2 separate regions of the Mus musculus genome follow, and region 2 is linked to region 1. Evidence: chromatin contacts called from public HiChIP or PLAC-seq data. All regions are on one chromosome and are shown on one strand. Each heading gives the region's core, a stretch centred on a gene start, on an enhancer-like site or on the middle of the called end of the contact. The rest is flanking DNA. Distances are from core to core; before and after follow the strand shown.

Region 1 (4,474 bases), core at 787-3,286:
CTGTACAGATTGACAAGCATTCTAAAATTTATTTGGAAGGTAAAGCAATTAGAAAAGCCTAAACAATTCAGAAAAGGTACAATGCTGGCTTCATACAATTTGAGGACTTATAAAGCCACAACAAAGAGAACGATAACCGAAAGAGGAACAGACAGATCAATGGAGCGAAAGCTATCACATATATAGTAAATTGCTATCGCTAAAGTGTAAAAATCACTTTGCTTTACAGCTCAAATACACACTTCTTCTTATGCACAGAAGTTGGAAATTCTTTGAGATTTTTCTCTTGACAAAATAAAATGCACTAGGGAAAGAGATGAGCAAATTTCAAAGTCAAGAACAAAAGGAATTTGGCCTCTTCCAGAAAGGGTGCTGTGAACAGCAAGGCAACGGGGAAGTGCTGGCTTTTAAACTTTACACAGTTCACCTTACTAAGAAGATAGGAACTGATGCTAACAAAAATATATAACAAACCCACATAAGCTACAGGGAGTCAGGCCAGTGAGTCAAGGCTCCTCCCACCAGCAAATACAGAAGACCTGTGTTTAATCCCAAGGACCCACCTGAGGGACTGAGAGAACTGAATCTAGAAAGTTGTCCTCTGACCTCCACCCGAAATCAATGAAACAATAAATGAAACAAAATAAATGAAAACACTTTCAAAAATTCCAAAAGACAAAGGATGTCACCTCTAACATAAAGCCTGTGTGTTTTATACAAAGAATTTGCTAAAATGCTTTTAAAAAAACCGTTAAAAATAACAATAATAATAATAATAATTGGAGGAAGGGAGCAGGTTTTTAGGCAGCATTTCAATTCAGGCTGGGCTGGAACTCAAAATCCTCTTTACCTCAGCCTCCCACACGCTGATACTGGCAGACATGTACCACGATGTCTGGTCTCAAAAAAGCATTTTTAAACGTTGATAATAGATCTTTATCCTTCGGTTATGAGAAGAAAGATGGAAGAAAAGGAAGAAAACTATATAACAAACTAAGAGAACTGTTAAAGGTGAACTAAATCTGAGAGCAGAAAAAAAGGCTAATTAATACATATCTGTGCAAATATATATATATATATATATGCATTCCACCACCTAATTTGGGGTCTGAAAGGCATCCCAAGCCCCAACCTTCAGTATCCAAAACAAACTCCCTTTTAAGAGTAGCAGGTGGCTACGCATTGCAGGACAACCATTAAACCGGGCTTTGTGTGGTACAGGAGGCAAGGACCAGGTCCACCTTCGAAAGACGGGGAGAGAAAGGGGGCGTGGCAGGGAAGAGAAGGACCTCGATGGGGCAAGAGATGACTGAAAGGTGATTTCATTGTACAGGAGGTGGATGGAATTACCAGAACTGGGTGGGCAAGTTTACAAAGCCGGGAGTCAGGAAGTGTTGGCAAATTAGTCACCTTAGAAGGGACAGGGTCAAGGAACAGGATGGAACCCGCAACGGCAAGGAGACGAACCAAGATGGGGAAAGGCACGGGGTGGGGATACCAGGCGAGGGGCTACCAAACCTCAGACCCCGGGTGCCCCAGGCAGCGCCGGCGACGCGGGGTCCGACGGAGGGACAGAGGACGCTCGCTGCACCGGCATCTCCCCGAGCCAGGTGGTGGCCCGAGAGGGGCGGAGCCGCCCACAGCCGCAGCCTGGGGCCGCCTGCCCGCCCGGGATGAGATCCCTGGATCCTTGGGGATGCAGAGGTGAAGGCCAGCGGGGAGGCTGGCGGGGAAGGCGGGAAGGACTCCGGGGTCCGGGGTGACAGGCACCGACCGCACTCACCTGGTTGGTGACCTGAAACGAGACACAGAAGAGGGTTTAGCGACGCGCGCATGCGGGCTGGCGCCGGCCTCCCGACCCGCTCAGGCCCTGGCTGCGGAACCCGGCCGCGCTCACCTCAGGGTTGGCCTCCAGCGGCAGCCAGCGTTGACCCTCCATGACTGCTCCGCCGGCCGCTCTCCAGCTCTGACAGCCGCCACCACCGCCGCAGCCGCCGCCGCCGCCGCTTCCGCCCCCGCGCGCTCCGGCCGGCACCATCCAAACGCCGCCCCGAGGGGGAAACCAACGAATGGACTTCCACGACCCCCAAGACGCTTGATCTCTCCCTACGGAGACTCAGCCCTGGAGTTACTAATGAAGTTAAAAGGCAAATTAAACTGATAAGCCTGAGCCATGTCCTAGTTCATGAGAAAAAGAAGCTTTGATCAACGGTGAACTCCCCTCACACTTGGACTCTCCCTTCCCCCGAGCGAGCTCCCGAGTTCTACGCATGCGCCACCGGGCCGCGTGCTCGCAGGCAACCTCACCTTCTTGCAATGCCAACCAGAAGCTCTAGGGGGCGCGTCATGGATTCCTACTCTGTGAGAGTGGGACCGGTTTGCTAGCCTTAAGGCAGCCAAGCCAGAGGGGTTGACTCCTTGGAATCATGGTCTTCCTGCTCCTTTGTGAGGATACTGGAATGATATGTTGGCCTTATCTGTTATTGCACTGCCCGAGATACAGGTAATAGGTAAATGGTGGATATAGGTGATAGGTAGATAGATACTCAGTTCTGCTTGAGAAACAATATGGAGCCACTACAAAGAGGAAATCAGGCAATGTACTGTTTGGTACAAACTGAAGGACTTTAAACAGCATTTTGAAATCCATTCGCCATCCCACTAAATTTCAGGATGACAAATGTAATGATTTTGTTTGTTTGTTTGTTTGTTTGTTTGTTTTTCAGGGTTTAACTCAATGGCTAGTACATAGGAGATTTCTCAAGGGCTATTTGAGAAATGGTAGAGCACTTGTCTAGCATGCTTGAGGCCCTGGGCCCAATCTCAGTGTCACAAAGGAGAGAGAAGTGGAATAATCATGTATGCAGAAATACCATCTGTCAGTTATGTGGGGAAATGCAAAAACAGGAAAGTTGACACAAGGTAACATTTATGAAGACAGAGAAGCAGAAGATATTTCAAGGAGCAATCCTTTTGATATGTAGGAACCAAGAGTCATGGCAGGACTCCAGAAATTTGATCTGATATATATTACTATTCTGTATCGAAGAGAAGGATTTCAGGGAAAGGTTAGTTAAGAAGTGAGAAAAATATTATTATGCTGAATTTGTCCTTCTTGGGAAATTTCCAACTCTCCCACGCATGCTCTGGCTATTATTTTTATAACCCGGTGACTCTTGTAATCCCTTGACTCCTCCCTATTTGTCTGATGGCTTGATGCCATATCTGTCCAACCTCATGACTTGGTAAATCTGGCAATGCTGGGCTCATGATCGGTTAGCTGCAGTTGCCTGATCTCTTGTGGTGCTTGCTATAGTCTCAGTCTCTACTGGGGCTGTTTGGGGTGCCAGGGGAATTTTCAGACAGCCGCTTTTCTCCAGACTCCTGCAGTTCTGCATTTTGTTTCTCCTCTTAGTGCTTGGCCAATACGCCACACAACATCCTTATCCCTCTATCACGAGAATTTCTTCCCTGTTAGACATACCATGTCTGCTTCCTCATAACTCAACAGCAAACCAAAATACAATCCTACTAAAGTTTACCTTGAGACACCAGTGAGAAAACCAGGCTTAGCTAACACACCGTGGAGAATGAATTGTTGGCAAAACGCATAGGAGACCCCAAAGCATCCACACTGGAAAGTCTTCACCAAACATGGATGGTAGCAATAATGTGTCTTTTGCCATAGAGAAGTGGTCCTAGTACCCCACAGAACTGCGGATCCCCCCAAACCCTTGCAAACATATCAGACGTCCAATCTCCTTACTTCTAGTCTATTAGGTTAACTCTCACATTGGCATGGATGTCCCTACATAGTACAAAGAGCCTTAATCCTCAGACTGGACCATACCTATGAATGATGCCTGAATCTGAAGCACAGATTTTGACTCATTAAATGTAAAATGGGGCTCAAAATTCAGTGTCATCGCCTCCATCGTTTGAATGTCCCTTTGCCATATAGCTTTGGGTTGTTTGTTTGTTTGTTTGTTTGTTTTTATCTCCTAGGGGACAAAGTTCTATAATATGCTTTATTTATTGATTCTGGGGTTTTCTTCTTGCTAAGATCTCTTTGTAAATTCAACATGAATGTTGTAAATACAGCATTGCTGTATTTTTGCAGCCAATCACAGTCATGCAGGGACCTTTTCCACCCCTGAAATGAGTTTCCATGTGTAATGATAGTGCATGCCTCTAACACCAGCACTTGAGAAGTCAAGGTAGGAGAATCACGGTGAGGATTGGGAACTTAGGGCCAGTTGGAGCTGCAGAGTGAGCTCCAAGTTCATCTTAGCTATGTAGTGAGAAACGATCAAAGAGAGAAAAAGACAGAAGAGAGGAAAAATGAGAGAAAAAGACAGACTAGAGAGGTGAGAGGGGAAGAAAGGACAGGGAGAGAGAGGTTCATTTTCTTAGTAATCTATATTAGCCTAAAATTCACTCTTCAGACTGTTTCCACCAACACCAATCTTTTGTT
Region 2 (4,015 bases), core at 1,205-3,704, 130 kb before region 1:
GCTCCCCGTGAATTCCCGTGAGAGTCATCACTGTGGGAAACATTCATTTTTAGAAATGGTGTGGCTACATTACAGTTTCAGGTGAAGAGTCACTACTTAGTCCTATATGGACTTCAAATTGAGAGGTCTACCCTTTGGTGACAATGATACAATTCACTCTTCAGTGTAAGTTTGGCATCGAGAGACGGAGTTCGTATGTCTGTGACATAAACATCCCACTCAACGACTCTTCATGGATGTCTACTCCTAAGGTTGTCTGTGGCACTGATCAACAGTGACACAGTTCTTCAGGAATCTACTTGTCAAGCTCCCAGTAACCAACTCAACAAGGAATTCCAGGAAGCAAGGAGAGAGTTACAATTCTATCCCTACTTTGATCTCAAAGAAAATGAAAACCTTTTTTCCACATGAAATCTCAGACACAAACATTTATATTTATTTAGCCTTGCTCATGTTAAGCAAAAGAAGTGGGTGCCACCTAAAAGCTTATCAATCAATCAATGAATAAATTGACTACAATTAAAACCATATAGTGAAATATTGAAGTGCTGATACACGATACAGCATGGATGATTCTTGGAAATAGGCAGAAGGAAAGAAGCCCGACAAAAAAGGTCATGATGTGTCTCCTTTGCATTGTGGGTAACAATTCCACAGAATTAAGATCTCTGCAGTCCATTTATTATCTTTTCCATAACTTCCTTTGTTAGTTTTCAACACACGAGATCTAAAACATACCTAAAAGTATAACAAATGGGGCCCCAGCTCTTGGGTATACAAACTTCCACTAGCTGTCTTCTGTGAGTGAGCCACACTTCCAACTACAGGACTACTAAGAAATCCCTTCCTCAAGCAACTCAGATGCTAAGCTCTTTCCTTTAGACTCTTTCTGAGCCTTAGGAGATCTCAATCACGTTTCCAGTTCACCTCAAAAGTTTAACTTACTAATTTAAAATATCCTTGACCAAGAACTAGTTTTATTTGTACTTACTAGGGTGATTTGTTTAAAAGGTAGAGAATAATTTTTAAACACCATTTTGGAGCTTACTTAAGACATATAATGTACCGTATACTTAACCCATAGACATTGATTAATTGGGTTTCTTCCCCAAATACTGATGGCCTTAGGAATCCTTCTTCAGGAAACCCAGTGACCTCCCTTAGCAACGCTGACGCAGTATGCTGAGAACTATAAGTTCTCTTTGAAAATGGAGAACAGTATCCGGACAGCATTACGTCATAACCAAGAGTGCCTGGTCCTGAGTGATGAACAGCCGTGTGGAGGGATGTTCCTGATGCCCTTTGTCTCCTTGCCTGGTTTGTGAACACCACCTCATAGACTCATGATGCTCCATAGGAAGGACTAACTTGTCAACTCTTAACTGAGTGTAGAGACTCACTGTCTGCAGAGTTAGTGAAACACAGCCAAGTTTGTAGGCCTTTCTCTGGAAGATTCTGATTCAAATGTCTTGGGCTGGCCTAGAAGTTCTCCTCTGACTCTGTGTGTCACTGAGATATGACTACAAGACAAACTGTTTGGATGGGAAGGACTTAGGACCTGCCAAGAAGCCTGGATTCCTCTGGTATGTGTTTGATTTTAAACAGGTACTTCGGGCTTCCTTATGAGAGAACAAATTTGCACCAAACTGTCACCTCCACAGTACTCTTCCTTAGAGGACAAACGAAACAAAGCCTGAAATCCGTCTCTGTTCTTTGCTGCCACTGTCTGGTATGTTCTCAGTACTGCAGGAGTCTAAATATTAATGACTGGATCCAGGCACATTACTAAAAAGAATTTCAACAAAACAGCTCATTGTGAGGTTTAAAACACAACATAAGGTTGTATTTGGTGAAAGTGAGAAATATTTTTATAATACTGCAAAACTGTAGCCTTTACTAAGTATACGAAGGCTTCTAGAGTGTTCCCACAGGAGCATTGTTGGTTCACTCGGATAGATTTTGACACTTTGTACGTAAAAGTTTGTATATTAAAGTAGAGAATCAGTTTACTTGTAGATCTATGACCCTCCGTAGTTCTAAGAGAAGCCTGACAGATAGCTCAATGCCACAACACTAGCCAAGTATAGGTGTAGGCCTGGCTTCAATCCTCAAGACTACAAATGTATATGCATTTTTACAGAAAGAAACCCTGACTTAAGAAGTGTTCAGACGCCAAACTTAAGACTTCTGAGAGTCTTCTCAGTCCTCTTGACAATTTCCCTCCCCCAACAGGAGACTTTCCTGGGGCTCACGGACACAGAGATCTGCTTCCCCGGCCTAGCATTACCATGTGGCAGGCAGTTCAGATCCTCGCTTGACTATGCATCCGAACTGGGCGGGCCTGTGGCAGGGTGGGACTGGATGGGAAGCGGCAGGGCATGGGTTAATCAGGAAAGCTCTAACAGGGTGATTTGCTTCACCCTGGCCGTAAACCACTCTTTGTGTCAAACTCTGGGGCGGGGTTCGCCTGCCTTACAAATGTTTCTCACAGAGGCAAATGGTGTTAGTCATCTAGCTCTGGCCTGTCCTTGGATCCTTCTGCCTCAACTTTACTCTCCCAGCTGAGTATGTCATCTAGAAGAATCTTGCCTCACTCCTCGTCTCCAACCCGATTGGGTGAACAGTCCTCAGAGAGCCATGCACACCTCACTTTCTGTTGAAATCCTAGGATTTACATTTTCTGCATTGCTTAAACTCAAGCCTCAGAGGCTCTGCCCTTCCTCGCTGCTCCGCGGCCACATGCCCCACCCACTCAGGTTCTGCACCTGGCACAGATATGAACACAGGCTCCTCCAATCGATGGATGGATGGATGGATGGATGGATGGATGGATGGATGGATGGATGAATGGATGGATGGAAGGGTGGAAGCATGGCTCGGCCTTAATCTTTTGTCTCTTGAATACTTTTCAAAACTCTACTTTGTACTCCTTAAAAATAGCCATCTTGCTTTGGCTTTCCCAAAGTCACATCGACCCATAAACTCTGACCTTCCTAAAGGCTCAGTGCTTTCCTTAGTCCATTTCCACAGTTCAAACGGCCTCTCTCCACGGCCTCCACAAAGACCAATGTTCCTGAGTCAACCCTTTCCTCCCAGCACCTTCTGAGACTCTGAGTTACTAAGCCAGCAACCCGGGAATTACAATAGCTTTAATTCATCATTCTTAAGGCCACTCTTTTCTGTCCTAGACCAAAAGTTTACTGAAGTCAGGAATCACCATGAGGTGTCAGGTGATCTTCACGCACCACAGTACATGTGCAACAAGTGATTGTGATTCATTTTTAAATCTTTTAAGTCCTTAAAAATTTGAATTTGGCTCAGGCAAAAGAGAGACGGAGACAAGGGAAAACCTGGCAATAGTCAGAGAGAGAGCAAAGACCTACAGCAATGTTCACTAAAGTTTCCCTCCTCCTCAGAAAAGTGACAATTCTCCTACACCCAGGAACAGAGAACAGAGGCAAAGAACGAAAAAGCTGAAGAGGCTGAAGAGCAGCGAAGACAGGAGGGTTGCAGGAGCACATGAAATAATCATCAGGCCGCCCCGAGCGGAGCAGATGGCAGCCACAGACAATGGAGCCCAGCGCAGGCAATATGAAAGTTTGATGAATTTCCTAATAGCGGCATGATGAAAGCCCGGAGTCCAGAAATAGCCTAAAAATAGAACAAATGTCAGGGCTGCACAAAGCCTCATAGTGCCCTTCATTATTTACTCGCCTGTATTTGTACAATACGGCAAGTCTGAAAAGCTGTGGAGTCAAAACCAGTAAGAGATGAGAACCATAATAGTTTATATAATGAATATGAATATTATGCTGTTGGACCCTAAGGTGCGCTGTACTAATTCCAATACAATAATAATAATAATAATAATAATAATAATAAGGCTAAGCATGCACCTGACCCACCATTATAACTACATTCACTAAATGATCCCGACTGCTCACCACCATGATGAGAAGAACTAAACAAAAACAACCCACTGGCAATCCTCACGATGGGCAGAGAGATTTCTACA

Evidence for each region. HiChIP or PLAC-seq counts read pairs in DNA pulled down with a chosen protein or histone mark.
Region 2: an H3K4me3 HiChIP or PLAC-seq map of embryonic stem cells shows a contact between it and region 1, with 3 times the contacts expected there. The contact joins the enhancer-like site here to the promoter of Uchl3 in region 1. A contact is called at or near these places in 3 of 39 promoter capture datasets (the 3T3-L1 cell line and pre-B cells), 4 of 484 Hi-C or Micro-C datasets (the C2C12 cell line, embryonic fibroblasts and nephron progenitors), 3 of 115 datasets of contacts at active chromatin or transcription factors (embryonic stem cells and pancreatic cancer cells) and 1 of 9 other capture datasets (embryonic stem cells).

What each region holds. Positions count from the first base shown.
Region 1 is chr14:101,651,529-101,656,002 of GRCm38.p6, reverse strand. It overlaps Uchl3 (ubiquitin carboxyl-terminal esterase L3 (ubiquitin thiolesterase)), which reads right to left and starts at 2,036. Exons shown (of 9, transcript NM_016723.2): 1 at 1,898-2,036; 2 at 1,784-1,795. The coding sequence starts at 1,939.
Region 2 is chr14:101,779,815-101,783,829 of GRCm38.p6, reverse strand. All of the region lies in intron 1 of Lmo7 (LIM domain only 7), which reads right to left. Among named protein-coding and RNA genes, the nearest start is that of Lmo7, 52 kb to the right of the region's middle. Within about 2 kb of position 2,454, at least 63 of the 459 cell types and tissues checked have an H3K27ac peak or open chromatin away from gene starts, as enhancers often do. A contact at or near this core is called in embryonic stem cells and pancreatic cancer cells, where this site is marked.